Linked DNA regions of Mus musculus: regions 2 and 3 are each linked to region 1. The links are chromatin contacts, called in public Hi-C and HiChIP or PLAC-seq maps. All regions are on one chromosome and are shown on one strand. The core of a region is the stretch at or near the end of the contact, and the rest is flanking DNA. Distances in the headings are between cores, read along the strand shown.

Evidence for each region. Hi-C and Micro-C count contacts between places; a contact is called where the count stands out from the background. HiChIP or PLAC-seq counts read pairs in DNA pulled down with a chosen protein or histone mark.
Region 2: an H3K27ac HiChIP or PLAC-seq map of embryonic stem cells shows a contact between it and region 1, with 8 read pairs. The contact joins two enhancer-like sites. A contact is called at or near these places in 4 of 39 promoter capture datasets (the 3T3-L1 cell line, the SN4741 cell line, hippocampal neurons and 1 more), 1 of 484 Hi-C or Micro-C datasets (the HPC-7 cell line), 3 of 115 datasets of contacts at active chromatin or transcription factors (embryonic stem cells and pancreatic cancer cells) and 2 of 9 other capture datasets (adipose tissue and pancreatic islet).
Region 3: a Hi-C map of bone marrow-derived macrophages shows a contact between it and region 1, with 85 read pairs. The contact joins two enhancer-like sites. A contact is called at or near these places in 14 of 39 promoter capture datasets (the 3T3-L1 cell line, 3T3-L1-derived adipocytes, the C10 cell line and 8 more), 2 of 15 datasets of contacts at CTCF or cohesin (the NIH/3T3 cell line and large pre-B cells), 45 of 484 Hi-C or Micro-C datasets (the 3T3-L1 cell line, the BV-2 cell line, the C3H10T1/2 cell line and 22 more), 37 of 115 datasets of contacts at active chromatin or transcription factors (the 230-238 cell line, CD8 T cells, the HPC-7 cell line and 23 more) and 4 of 9 other capture datasets (adipose tissue, bone marrow-derived macrophages, liver and 1 more).

Annotation. Positions count from the first base shown.
Region 1 is chr4:135,311,711-135,316,533 of GRCm38.p6, reverse strand. No RefSeq gene overlaps it. Among named protein-coding and RNA genes, the nearest start is that of Gm12984, 8.0 kb to the right of the region's middle. Within about 2 kb of position 2,688, at least 282 of the 459 cell types and tissues checked have an H3K27ac peak or open chromatin away from gene starts, as enhancers often do. A contact at or near this core is called in the BV-2 cell line, the C3H10T1/2 cell line, CD8 T cells and 11 more, where this site is marked.
Region 2 is chr4:135,411,612-135,416,434 of GRCm38.p6, reverse strand. It overlaps Rcan3 (regulator of calcineurin 3), which reads left to right. Exons shown (of 5, transcript NM_022980.4): 5 at 1-4,126. The coding sequence ends at 15. Among named protein-coding and RNA genes, the nearest start is that of Mir700, 2.6 kb to the left of the region's middle. Within about 2 kb of position 2,799, at least 3 of the 459 cell types and tissues checked have an H3K27ac peak or open chromatin away from gene starts, as enhancers often do. A contact at or near this core is called in embryonic stem cells, where this site is marked.
Region 3 is chr4:135,245,979-135,250,801 of GRCm38.p6, reverse strand. All of the region lies in intron 1 of Clic4 (chloride intracellular channel 4 (mitochondrial)), which reads left to right. Among named protein-coding and RNA genes, the nearest start is that of Clic4, 24 kb to the left of the region's middle. Within about 2 kb of position 2,986, at least 75 of the 459 cell types and tissues checked have an H3K27ac peak or open chromatin away from gene starts, as enhancers often do. A contact at or near this core is called in the BV-2 cell line, the C3H10T1/2 cell line, CD8 T cells and 10 more, where this site is marked.

The DNA of each region.
Region 1 (4,823 bases), core at 1,439-3,938:
TAGTCATTGAATCCAGGTCCTCTGGAAGAGCAGCGAGAGTTCTTCATCCCTGAGCCATCTCTGCAGCCCCATCTTTTCACATTCTAGTTTTAAATATCTACATAAAAGGATTATCGTGGGCCAAATAATGGTGGCACACATCTTTAATCCCAACACTTGGGAGGCAGAGGCAAATGGATCTCTTAGTTCTAAGCCAGCCTGGTCTATGGAGCTGGTTCCAGAACAGCCAGGGCTATGGAGAGAAACCCTGTCTCCAAACAAATGAACAAACAATGGACCATCATGTATATGCAGGCGGCCTTCATAACAAATCATAATTGTTATGGGATCCTTGACGTCAGTGACAGCCTAGAGTGGGAGGTGCCTTTCCTGTGGCCCCTTAATTTTCATTGCATGGCTATCCTGCCTCAAAATGGCACGACCTGACACAATTCAGGAGGTTGGAGATTTGAAGTAATCTAGGTCCGCAGTAGTGGCGTGTGGTTTTTGATGCATCCATCATAAAATGCTGTTACAGTGTTTAGGGTTAGGCAGGAGGCCTGACTGACACTGGGGACCCAGATGGCCCCACTCACGCTGCAGCCGTCAGGACGCCTCAGTTCCTCACCAGCAGGCTCGTATTCCTTGATATCATTTCTTTTTCTTTCTTTTTCTTTTTAAGATTTATTTATTTATTATCTGTAACTACACTGTAGCTGTCTTCAGACACTCCAGAAGAGTGCGTCAGATCTTACTACAAGTGGTTGTGAGTGAGCCACTATGTGGTTGCTGGGATTTGAACTCAGGACCTTCGGAAGAGTAGTCAGTGCTCTTAACCACTGAGCTATCTCTCCAGCCTGATATCATTGAAGAGGGAAGAGTCTTCTTCACTGTGAGCAGACCCTGGGTCCTGCCTGCGGAGAGAGGCAACTGAGCACCAGCGATCCAGCACTAGTTCCCTGCCCTCTGCTCTGGAAGGGATGGGATGTCAGCAGACTCTTCGAGTTCCAGCCCGCCCAGACTTCCCCCATGCTGATGGCTGTAGCTGGAAGTTGCCAGGCCACTCACCCTGTGTCTTGGTTACTTTTCCATTACTGTGATAAAACGTGCATGACCGAGGCAACTTATAAAGGGAAGTGGTTAAATGGGCTTCAGCTTCGGAGGGTTAGAGTCCTCGCTGACAGAGCAAAACAAAAACACAAAACACAAGGGCAGGAACAACTGAGAGCTCACATCGTGGTCCTGCAAAGTATGACACAGAGCAAGATACTGGGAATGGCATGCATCTTTTGAAACCTCCAAGCCCACTCCTGGTGGACACATCCTCTACCAAGGACACACCTCCTAATCCTTCCCAATCAGTTCCACCAGTTAAGCATCAAGAATTCAAACACTGGAGCCTACCTGGGGGTCATTTTCATGCAAACCACTACAACCTGTACCTGTCAAGTGCAATCCTGAGAGCTGAACCCAGGCTCATAAAGACAGACCCTTGGCAAACACTGGTATTTTATCATACAACTAGGCAAAGTCCACTGATCCATGGCCTCTCTGCCTCTGTGAAATTCACAGTTCTGTGGACTGAGGACTCAGAACATTGGGCCTTCCTAGGGGACTGACTGACTCAGGCATGAATCTCCCATCCTGGATGTAGCCTTTAAACATTCACCTGGGCCAGTCTCCTTTCAGGAAGAAGGTGGAGGAGCTATGTGTCCATGTGGGTAGAGCTTGGGACCTGTTCCCGTCAGCCCTTGCTGGTGAGCTTGGGCAAGCCCTTATCTCTCTCTGGGGCTCTGGGTGCCCCTTATGGATGTACAGGCTGAGTTGGTATGTCTGATAATGCTACGGACTCACTTCTGACAAATGATAGGACATTTGAGGAACCACCATCACTGACGCATTCTCCCGGAAGCCAGTGAGGACACAGGGCCAGGTGCTGATGGAAAACGGGGCTATGCAATATCTGGGTGCTACAGGTCACACGAGGGACTCGCTGTCAAGACCTGTGACTGTATCCTTTACTATGACAAAACGGGTGGCAGAACGGACTCAGGGAGAGACATTGACAAGGGCTTATCTGTCACTGTGGTGAAGACGTGGCTGCCACAGTGGCTCAACCAGAGGCGGCAGGAGGTCCCGGTGTAGCCGCTGTGTTGCTTTTCTTAGGACAAGGCAGGCCACTGATGAGGCATTGAAAAAAGAGACGCAGCTAGACAAGGTGGCGCATGCCTTTAATCTCAACACTCAGGAGGCAGAGACAAGTGGATCTCTGAGAGTTTCAAGGCCAACCTAGTCTACAGAGTTCCAAAACAGCCAGGGCTACACAGAGAAACCCTGTCTTGAAAAACAAAAGAAGTATGTGCATGCATTCTTGAGCACACACACACACACCCCAAAATGAAAAAAAGAAAGTCTCACCCAGAGTCCAGCTTGGTTCAGACTTCCTGATGGAAGCATTGTGCAGGGAAACTCACAGGCGTGGGCGACTCAGAAAGCTGTGTCACCCAAAAGTCCCACATCTCTGAGGGATGGCTTCACGAGAATCGCATCATAGAGTTCTGCTTTCAGTTTCCCTTCCTTCTGTGACCTCAAGGGAGGCAGAGGGGAGCGAATGAGTCCTCGTGACCTCTCCACCTCTCTCAGAGTGAAGAGCGGCGGGTCCAGGATCCTTGCCACACACCTGGTTGTCTCTGAGTGTGTCTGCTGATGTCATTGCTATGACTACAGGGATAAGGGGTCAGCTGGTCACCACAGCGACCTTTGCTCCACCACAGAGGAAGGGTTGGACATACCTGGATGAAAAGCTAGGACAGTGGCTTGTTTGTATCTTGGTGGATCGGAAGCACTACCAAACAGTGACCTATGTGTATAATGCCCCGAAGGTTTCCCAACCTCCCACAAGCTGGAGTGTACAATGCATGGGTCTCTGGGTGGGGGTATTGCACATTCGAGTTGTCACCATGACTAAACAGGGCTGTTCATTTTGCTCAGTGTCTTCAGCTTACAGTGCACCGAGCTCGCGACAGATGACCAGCTCTTCTCATTTACACGTCAACCCTGGAGAGCGGTTGCTATAATTATCTGCGTTTACAAGATAAGGCAACTGAAGTCCCGAGGGGAAGGGACAACTCTAGCCAAAGCAAGCAGGAGAGGGGGAGGCAGGCCCAGCTTTAGTGCCTCAAAGCTAGCGTTTCTGTGTTTCTGTTTCCTGTCACCTAACACTCCCTCTTGAGGCATTCTTGGAAGCTGAAGGGTGTGGCAAGGACGGGGAGGCTGAGTTGACCTTCTCCAGGCCTCAGTTTCCTCGTCTGTAGAATGAAGCGATGCTTTGCGTTGAACTGAAAGCTAGAGATGGCTTTTCAGTGGGTCTCGGAGAAGAGTGTGCCTCTGCGAAACCCAAGAAGTGGGCTTCTTAAATAAATGCTGATGCGAGACAGGAAGTGGCCAAGTGTCTCAGAGCCATTGTTCCACCCCAGTGGAGGTGCCAGGATAGTTCAGGCAGGGTAAGAGGACAAAAACAAAACCGGGAGTCTTTATCTAGAACTCTCCTTTCAGAGCCTTCCAGGGAAACAGAAACTTCTGGACTGTCATTGCCGAGTTCCAAACATTTCAGAGGGCTCAGCAGGAAATCTGTCATCATCTGACCCTAGCCTTGGCATCAGCCATACAGAAGGCTGTCTGGGAAAGCCCCTCCCACTGGCAGCCTCTCTGCCATGGTCCTGCCCTGCACTGAATCCACCCTCCCCACAGCTGCAGTGGATCAGATGGCTGCCCAGCTCTCCCGCTGGGGTTGGGAGTCCCTTCTCTGGGCAGCAGCTTCATTCCTGGACTACAGAAAACCGTAGCCCAAGGACTCCGCATACTGTGTTTCTGATGCAGAGCCTCACCACAGGGTCACGAAGCGTCCTGAGTCCTTCTCGGCTGGTGCAGAAGTGTACCCTACACCCCCCCTCTGTTGGTGGATGGCAGGGCTCAGTCCCAGGGGTGTGATACTCTGGGAGTGGCTATGTTTCCCCAGTCTTGACTCTATCACTGTCTGAGAACCCTTTGAGGACTGTGCGGGACAGTGCTCCCCTTGGGTTCCCTCCAGGTTCCACTGAAGGCTTAGCATCGACTACGGTGGGTGTGCTCCTGGGTCATCTCCAGTGCCAGTCACCAAGAGCTCTGATCGCTCATAGCAGGACCCCCACTTCTGCTCCGCTCTGCTCCACTGAGTCCCTAGGTCCCTCTGTCAAAGGCTCCTACGGGATTTCTAAGTCTGTTCACTGGGATCAGGTTCATGGGCTCAGGGAGGAAGCCGAGGGCACAGGTTGCTTGTCCGTCTCATCTCAGCACCTAGGGCTGCTGATCTTCACCTTTCATTTGGGGAATTTACACGAGAGTCTTTTTTTTTTTTTTTTCTCTTGGTTTTGTATTGGGAGGGCTTGAGCCCAGGGTTGAGCATGTGTTTTTAAAAAGCGCCCTACACTTGGGAGCAGAGGCAGGCAGATCTCTGAGTTTGAGGCCAGACTGGTCTACAAAGTGAGCTCCAGGACAGCCAGGGCTACACAGAGAAAGCCTGTCTCGAAAAACAAGCAAACAAACAAAAAAGCGCCCTACAAGCACTCAGGAGGCAGAGGCAAGCGGATTTCTGAGTTCGAGGCCAGCCTGGTCTACAAAGTGAGCTCCAGGACAGCCAGGGCTATTCAGAGAAACCCTGTCTCGAAAAAACCAAAAAAAAAAAAAAAAAAAAAAAAAGCGCCCTACAAATGAGCCACAGTTTTCACAAGATTTTTTTGTCTTGTTGCATTTCTATTGCAATAAAATTGACATAAATCGCCGGGCGTGGTGGCACACACCTTTAA
Region 2 (4,823 bases), core at 1,550-4,049, 100 kb before region 1:
GACTGTGCACTCTGAGCGGCTGCGGTGCCTGCCGCGCCTGCCTGTCCCACCACTACAGCTGCGCCTGTCTAGGAGCACAGCCCAGGGATGCTGTTGCATCCGTCAGGCAGTTGGGCCAGCCTCCCCAGGCCAGAACGTGGGGTGAAGTAGCAGATTCGGCCAGCTGTTTGAAATTCTGAACAGTATTCTCAATGGCACTTTAAGTGACAAGGTTAGCCCTGACCATGTGGCACCTGTCTCCTCCCCCAGAAATATTAGTTCCCTTGAACCTGTAGAGCATTGGGTACCACAGGCCAGAACTAGAGTCACCCAGTGCACTGCCATTTTTACAGATTTAAAAATTAGTCTTACGGTTTCAGTACTTTGGTGTGGGTATTTTTGTACAGGTGTGGCAGTGTCTTAACAAATATATTGAGCAAAGGCTGAGTGTTGTTCAGTAGACATGACCTTTTTTTTGTTGTTGCATGAGAAGAAACCCGAGATACAAAATCATTTGTAGAAGTCATTTCTCACAAGTATTTTTTCACTAGCTTTGAGGATGAAAGGCCAAATGACTGAGATTGTCAGATCCAGATATCGTGGGCAGATGTGCTCTTAGCTCTCCTGGCTGTCCGTCTGTCCTGCCTCTCTTGGCAGTCAGTGACAGTGGTGTACAGGACTCTGCTCCCAGCTCAGCCCTTCCCAGCCTCGGCTCTGCTGGAGGAATCTCCCTTTGCCAGTGGGATGTGTCACCGGGAAGCTTGGCTGAGGACTACAGAGTTGGAGTCTGTGGGGCAGCTCTTCAGTTACTCTCTTGACCCTCCTAATGCCGGCCTGCTACTGCTTGAGGTTTCCTGTGCTGTGCGTGTAATCAAGGACGTTAGTCGTCTTAACTTTAGAAGATAATGATAAGACTTTGTGAAGACCGCTTTAAATAGGGAGAGCCAGTTTGCTTTTGTTTTCTTCAAAGACAGGGTTTCACTTTGTAGCTCCTGGGCCTCAAGTCCTCTGTGATCCTCCTGCCTCAGCTTCCCAAGTGCTGGAATTAGAGGGGTGAGCACCACACATTTCAAAGTTTTCCATTCAAGTATTTCAGCTGTTCAGAAAGAAAAATCACCTGTCCTTTCCCCCATGGATTAGGGAAAGTAATCATTCTTTTGGGGGTGGTTGGGTTTGTTTGTTTGGTTGGTTGGTTGGTTGGTTGGTTGATTTTGAGATAAGGTTTCACGCTGTAGCTCATGCTAGCCTGTCACTCATTATGTAGCCCAAGCTGGCCTTGAGGCCCAGACCACTCTCTTTCCTCAGGCTCTGTTTGTTTGGATTGTAGGCATGGGCTTGTTGTAGTCTATGCTTCCTCCTTTAACAATCATTTCCACCTTTGCTTGCAGTTGGCCCTCAGGTAGAATTGCTTCTTACACTTGAAGATGTGTTGTTGGGGCCTCCATAGGTCACTCAGCATCACTGGTCCCTTGCAGACTTTCCTGCCTTTGAGTGCTGGGCTACAGGTACATCAGCTGCTCCACTCATCAAGTATTCAGAGCTGGCTGGCCTAGGTGAAGGGGCTGGGCATAGAACAGAGAGGAACATAGCTGCAACTGCAAAGAAAAGAACGTAGAGAAATGAAGCCATGAGAGCCGTGTACTTTGCGTGACATGTTAGGGCTGAGTCCTTTTGTGGTAGGATTGATTTCATGAGCGTGCATGCATGAGCTCACACACAAACACACGCACACAGGTGCATTGTCTGTCATTAAAACCGGGTCCCATGTAGTCCAGGTTGACCTCAAACTTGCTGTGTCCCAAGGATGACCCTGAACTGCTCCTCCTGCCTCTGTCTCATAAGTGCTAGGACTGAGGGTGTGTGCCACCATACCTGACAAGAACAGGAGAGTGTCCCTTGCCTTCAGGTCCTGTGGAATGCTGAATTCTGCGTTTGCCATTGGGAGCCCTCCGTGCAGATTCAGTTGCAGATTACGATTCCACCCGCATTGGTTTTTAGATCCAAGTCATCTGTCAGATAAAGTGAGTTTGGTTTTGAGGTGACAGCTCAGTGTGGCCCAGGTTGGTCTCAAACGCCAGGCCTCAGTGGGTCTTCCCAGTTGACTGGATGCAGGCACACAGCTGCTGTAATCCTGAGACTTTGGAGGCGAATGCAGTAGATCAAGAGTTCATCCTTGGCTTACAGTGCTTTGCAGTGCTGAGCTCGGCAGTGTACTTCATTTGATTGTAAGGTAGACCCTAGCTGCCAGCAAGTGTGTTCTCACAGTTGGGGAGTTTGTGTGTTCCCCGTTATACAGTACACGTTCTCTCTAATTTTCTATGTGATCATAACCCTGTTTTAAAATTTGTCTTGGCTTTCATTTTCTACCCCTCAATGAAAGAACATTCTTTTTTTTTTTAAGTCAAGAAGTTCAAATCTGCATACTTGATGCTACCTTGGCCACTGGCAGTTGTGTTGCCACCTTATCTGGGTTCCCTGGATAGTCACATTCATGCCATGTGTTAGAATTTACATGTTAAAATGTAAACAGTAGTGAGAGCGGAGCCAGGCACAAAGGATGCATGGAGTTAAAGGTTCTACGGAATGTCCCTCTCCCTCGGTTTAGAGAATCAAGTTCTATTCCAGACTAACGGTGGGCCTGGGCTTTATATTTTTATGTAAACTATTTTTAGACTGGAGGATTTGGTTTTCAGAGGAAAGCTTTACGCATAATTAAACCATGGGAGTGTACTGGATTCTTTGATGCCTTGGGTTCACACCTACCTGCTTGCCTTCTTCTCTATAGAGCCTGAGACCTCACCCCGGGTCACCTCCAGCCTCCCTCTGTGCTCCATAATACATCTATCTTAAAGGAAACCGTTGTCTGGGTGTGGTGGCCCTGGCCTGTAATCTCAGCCTGCAGGAGACTGAGGCAGGAGGATTGAGAGAACGGGGCTAGCTTGGGCTACATGAGTTAAACCGTCTCAGAATAAGGTTTTTCCTTTTTCTTGGTGTGACAGTACAGAGCAACTGGGAAAATATTTACTTCTAGCCAAGAAGTCTGTTCTGGACTCATTCTACACAAACTTAAGTACACACACAGAGAGAGTACGATGTATGAACCTTGAGCAACCACATGACAAATGACTGTTGGTGTTTCAAACTCCCTTCAAGAGTGTGTTCTCCAGAAAAGCCATCCCTCTCAGAGTGCCACTGTTTCCCTCAGTCTTGAGTGGAGCGCAGTTCATAGTCAGGATTACCGTGTATTCAGCACAGTGACATAGGCTGTCCTCTCAGCGCTTGGGAGGCAGAGGTACCAGGGCTTGGCAAGCTTAAGGCCAGCCTGGGCCATGTACCGAGACCCTGTCTAAAAACAAGGGGATTCCTGGGTGTCCAGGTATCCCAGGGACAGATAACAGCAACTGTGCATCTTGTCCACGGCTGGGAACGTGCCGTATTCCTTCCCTGTGGTTTCTAGTCAAGGCTAGAAGTGATCCCAGATACGGTCAGCATGCAGACACCACCTACTCACTCGGGTTAGTGCTTTCTCTTGGAAACCTGCAGTTCTTGAAGTGGGTCCCGAGACCCTTGCAGGTCCCACATGGCCTGACCTGACCGGATGTGCGTTTATGACACAGGGGGGTTTCTTTTCTATCTATGCAGATAATTTGTGGTTTTCTGTACCGTTCCCTGTTGGCACCCCTCTTCCTAAGTCCAATTGAGGACTAAGGGACCACAGGTCTCAGTCCTGTGCCGTGCTGTGCCCTCTGCTGTCAGCCTCTGAGTATCTATTCACGTCATGTGTGTCTTTGACGTGTGAGAACGCATTCACAGCTGTTGCACATTGATCCCCACAACTGAACCTGCAGCTGGATTAAGTCCCGAATCCAGCATGTCTGTAATCCCCTGGTCTGTGCACTGTAGTATGCTCGCTGCACGTGTGGAAACTGGTCAGTGAGCCTCATCCGTGTGTCCTGTGATTTCAGTATCGTTGATCTGATGGGCCACAGTTCATTATCAGCTTCAACTGTCCTGTGTCCTGAGGCTTTCGAACATTCCTTGTCCTGTAAGGAGGTGACAGAGGCAGACTGTGACCCGGAAGACACTTGTGATTACCTGTAACAAACGTTGATGTTGAAACTAATAAAGAATTGTTGTTTTTTAAGTCAGCTCATTGAGCAGTCTCTTCAGTGTATATACTAGGACTGACTAGACAATAATGTAGGGCTACACATTGTGAATTCCAGGACAGCCAGGGCTATACAGTAAGACCTTGTCTCAATTAAAAGTAAACAGCTGTTCTATTTAGAAAGGAGCAGAACTCTCAAGAGGGTAGCACCCCAAATTCCTAGCCCCCAGGCCCACCCTCACCCCACTCACATTTACCAGAAGATGCCAGAGGCAGTAAGTAGCCTAAGTCTCAGTGGGTCAAAATCAACGTGTTTCTAGACTGCATAGTCGTGTCCTTGTTCTAGTGCTCTGAGCTCTGTCTGGTGGAACTCTGTAATCCTCCTGGAAGTATGTTAGGACTCAAAGGTTCTTTATATAGTTTTGAATAAAATGAACACAAAGCAAGCCGATGGTTCCACTTCCGTGGCTGCCTCTCCAGGCTGGTCTGCAGAGCTGCCACCAGGTGGCACTGTGCTTCCAGGTTGGGGCCTTGAGCTCTGCTTAAGGCTCTACTATAACTTGGGGTTCAAAAGGACCTTAGAAGGTAGGTCTAGTGCTTAGCTGGCATATACTGCGCCCCAGGCCTAATCCCCAGCACCCTGACAACACCCACCCAAACCCCTACCATCATGATCAAATCTCATTTGGTTGATAACAGTAAGCAGAAAAGACATTACAAACCGAAAAAGAAGCCA
Region 3 (4,823 bases), core at 1,737-4,236, 66 kb after region 1:
AGTGCAGCAAGAGCTCATAACCGCTGACATTAATTTAGTATTTTGAGGCAGGGTCTCACTGTGTATCTTAGGTAGGCCTCAGACTTGCTGGGCTCATGCCCAGCCTCTTGAGTGCTGGGAGGTAGATGGAGGGATGTGCTGTCCCCTGCTGTTCCTAACAGGGTTTCCTTGTTCTTTGTTTGCTGGGCACATGGTCTCACCTGTAGCCCAGGCTGGCTTGGAACTGACTGCAGTTCTGCTGCTTCAGCCTCTGAGCACAGAGAACACAGTTGTGTCCTTTTTACCGTCTCCGAGACGGGGTCTCTTGTAGTGTTGCTGACCTAGAGCTCAACCTACAGCTGAGCATGACGGTGAATTCCTGACGGCTCCTGTCTCACCTCCCCAGTGCCGGGCTTACAGCTGTGTGCCACCATGCCCACCTTACAGCGTCTTTATTGGAGAATTTGGAAGAAAGAGAGAGGTTCCTGGGGGGAAAGGTGGCTATAATTTCTTGTGGAGAAATACCAGACTTTGCTTCTGTCTTGGGCTTTGGATAGTGACTGTAAGTAAGCAGAGCCGTAGTTTTCCCTGTCCTGCTCTGCTGAGATGGAGTGTCTGTGGGTTCAGATGAGACAGTTCAGGTTTGATGTAGTACAGACTGAACCCCCTCTTCTATTCAGCATGTCCCTCCAGGAGGGAACCGGAGTACTGGGTATTCTCAGCTGGGCTAATTCCCTTCAGTAGCTTTTGATTAGCTATTTTGCATTCAGTATTTTAAGATTCAAGTTTTATTATATTTTAGCATTTGTGCAGCATTTATAAACATTTGATGTGTTTTCTTACTGTGAAAAAGAAAAACAAAACAAAAACAAAAAACCCTTCCCGTTCCCACCTACCAAGTGCTGCTGAGGCTGGGGTTGGTTTTAGGTGTAGACTCTTCAGGGAAATAGACATCTGGGGCTGGTCACTACCTGCCCTGCAGCAGACTGGAGCGCTCTCTCTCTCTCTCTCTCTCTCTCTCTCTCTCTCTCTCTCCCACCTTGAGGCTTTTCTCCACCCAGGTGCTCTCCTCAAAGGTTCCAAAGTCCCTCCAGCTCTTTGTTACTTCCCTTCACCCCAGTCATAATCATGACAGACATAGGGTTGTGCTTTTCCAGTTACGTCTGACCACACTGTTTCTCTTCATTGCCTCTGACAGCCCTGCCCATCCTGGCTCCATCATACCTGTGGCTAGATTTTCAGTGGTAGATTCTTACTGCCTTAAATGGAAACTGGGCTTTGGCCTCAGTGTCCCTGTCCGCTCCCATCATTCATTCCATTCTTCTGTGGTGACCTATCGTCCTGTGTTCTGATCTCAGGCTGTTCCCTCTTACTCGGATGAGCCTCTCCATATAGATCATAGAATACATATGCTCTCTGCGTCTCAGTGTGTTCTAACTGATCACATTCCACGTTTAGAGATTTTCATCTATTCACTGGTTACATACCTATAACATAAAGTGCATGTTTTCCCCCATTTTACAGAGAAGAAAACTGAGAACCGGAGAGATTAAGTCTCTAGTTTCACACAGGTGGTGAAGTAGAAAGATCAGTATGCTTCAAAACAGACATTCCTTGTGAGAGACACTGTGTGCAGTCTCAGCGCTCTGGAGGCAGAGGCAGAGGCAGAGGCAGGCAGATCTCTGTGAGTTTGAGGACAGCCTGGTCTATAGAGGAGTTCCAGGATAGCCAGGTCTACACAGAGAAACCCTGTCTTGAAAAACCAAAAAGAGGGGCTGGAGAGATGGCTCAGTGGTTAAGAGCACTGTCTGCTCTTCCAGAGGTCCTGAGTTCAATTCCCAGCAACCACATGGTGGCTCACAACCATCTGTAATGGGATCTGGTGCCACCTTCTGGTCTGCAGGCACGCATGCAGGCAGAACACTGTATATATAATAAATAAATCTTTAAAAAAAAAAAAAAAAAAGGAAAGAAAAACCAAAAAAAGAAAGCTCTTGATAAACATTTGTCAAACAAACCAATGAATTGTTTCTTCTTTGAGCATAAAAATCTGCCCTTTAATGTGGTTTCAGATGTCTTGTGGCTTAGTCTTGTGCTCACTGAGCCTACTTAGCAACTTCATTTTCCTTGATCTAGGAGATGTCTGTGGGCATTGCCTCTGAAGCAGGTCCCTGTCTTTTCTCTGAGCATTTGGCTGCCCTTAAGCACTTAGTGGTTTTATATTGATATTATCTGTTTCTTCTACAAACTGAAAGATTCGGGAGATCGGGCCCGTTCGTTCCCCCTTTGTTAGCTCTGCGCCTGCTGCAGCGGTTGGAGGCTGCTGGGGTAGTGGAGCTGCCTTTCAGTCAGTCACACGGTGTTCTGTCAGGTGTTCTGGCCTCAGACCTTGGGGGGCAAATGCTACCAGCTCACTCACAGCTTAGAGCAGTCTAGATGGCAGCCGTGGGAAAGAGCTAACTGTAGGTGGACAGCACCCTGGCTGCACTGCTCTATTCAAAGAGTGTTCCTTTTCTTGTTCCTTGTCACTCATCCTTCTGTTCTTAGTGGTAATGCTGAACTAAACCCACTGAGCTAACCCCCACCCCTCTAGCCAGTCTAAACTAGAGGTAAATGACTATATGTATATGTGTGTGTGTGTGTAATGGTTTAGCTACTTGTGATCATGAATATGTGATCATGAATAACAGAAACTCTGTGTTCAGTGTGGCTTCAACAGGTAAGGAAACACATTGATAAAATGTCTCCGTGTGTGGGGCACATCAGGTACCAGCTGTTTCCTTCTGAGTCTCTTTGCTCTGACTACTGGTATTGATTTCAACCTCAGGATGCTATCGGATCTGCTATAATATCACGTCCAATAAATGAAAAATGAGAGAGAGAGAGAGAGAGAGAGAATATGAGAAAATTAATATATCTTATATCTGAATCTAAGTTACCCAGGCTGGCTTTGATGTCTCAGTGTAGCTGTGACCTTGAGTTTCTGACCCTTCTGATCTCACCGTCCAAGTCTGGAGTTAACATGTGTGTGACGCTGTGTCCAGTGTTTGCTGTGCTGAGGACTAGGCACGAAGTCTCCAACTGAAGCACACCCCAGCTCCTTAATTGAAATGTTTAATTAAAATATGTCGGGAAGAAGTAGTAAGTTTTTCTGTGTTAATGGCCTCCAGCGCACTCTTTGCAACCCATAGGCGTCGCTTGTTAAATAATCAATAGAAAGCTAACGAGCAGTACAGTGTTTGAAGCGATGAAATCCCACGGGAAGAATCCGATCTTAGTTGTGGACTGCACAGCCCAGGATGGAAGGGCTGCGGTGTTGTGTTGCTGGGGCTCCTTAGGATCTCAGCAGGGAAGTCGGCTAAGGGAGGAGGCCCAGCTTTACAAACACTTGTGTGTGTGGCTGGAGCCTTTTCTTTAAAAATAGAACAGTTAGCCACATTTGGTAGCTGAATCAGAATTTAGTCATTTACCAAGGAAATAGATGCCTGAGACTTTGTCTCAGTGAAGACGAGGCGTAACTGTGGGTAGCCGTGCTGACGAGGACAGTCGCCCATTTTAGTTACCACGCTAAGCTCGATTGCAGGTGACCGTGGTAGTGACTGGGGATAAGGGTATCCAGACAGGGGAGCACAGTAGGCGCTGTACTTCAGTTTGCCTTTTAAATTAAAGAGTAATCTGGAAAAGCGCTTTATGCAGCCTGAATTTCCTCAATTCCCAGTGATTTAGACTAAAGCCAGACATTGTCAGGTGTACCGTTTTCATAAGAACTGCCAGCAAGAGGAAGAGCCATGGTGACCTCATTACACCAAAACACAAAGCACCGGGGCTGAGGTGGCTTGTGGCATCCTTTCCCTATCCCCTTGGAAAAAGGCATGTACCACCAGGCCCAACTGTTCAGGAAGTTCAATGTCTGGTTGCCTTTATGAGACTATAAGCTGGCTTGGATTAGTTAATTTTGAGCATGCTCTAGTTTGATATAGGATATCTGTCTCTCCCTCCCTCCCTCCCTCCCTCCCTCCCTCCCTCCCTAAAGGAGTTCACTATGTAGCCTTGTCTAGCCTGGACTAAGTAGACCCTGTGGGGACTGAGAGCTCCTCCTGCCTTTGCTTCCCTGGGAGCTGGGATGAAAGGCGTGCATCATCTGAGCCAACAAGAAGCATTTTACTAGGGAGTTAGGGGAACACGCTGTTATTTACCAACTGGCTGTCAGTTACTGGCCTTGAAAGAACAGGGTCCAAAGGAGAGTTTAACTTTGGAGCAGGTGCCCTGAATCAGACCTGGAGCAGGGATCTGGTAATTTGCATTTAAATCTATTTCATTAAAGACCTTGTTCCCAGGTATTTGAGACTGCTGCTTTCACATACATCTCAAATAGATCCCCTGTCTCCAGAGCTTTTCAACAGCCATTCTGGATTCCTACTTCATTCTCATGTATTTTGGGTAGAGAGGTTTTGGTTTGCTGTGAAAGGTTCATGTCCATCTTGCTAACTATTGTAAATTTATCTAGTATGTAGTCACACACAAATTATACATACTGAAAAGTAACAAAGGGCGTACAATGAGCAGCAGCCTCTCCTCCCCTTACTTTGGAGCCTCCTGCTACTGTGTGCGTTAACTGTTGAGTTCTCATACAGTCCTTTGTACAAGAGGGTGACAGCCCACCAAGGGCAGGGTCACTTGACTGTGGGAATGGTGGGTTTTCCTGAGACCGTCTAGGTGAGGGCTCCTAGCTGGCTGGCATCGTCCGCTGAGTGAGCGGATCCAAGTATGAACTGGATCAATTCCGAGAGCTTGCTTTGCAAGAGCAGAGTTCATCTTCAGGGGTAAACGCTCTGCGTGCCGGC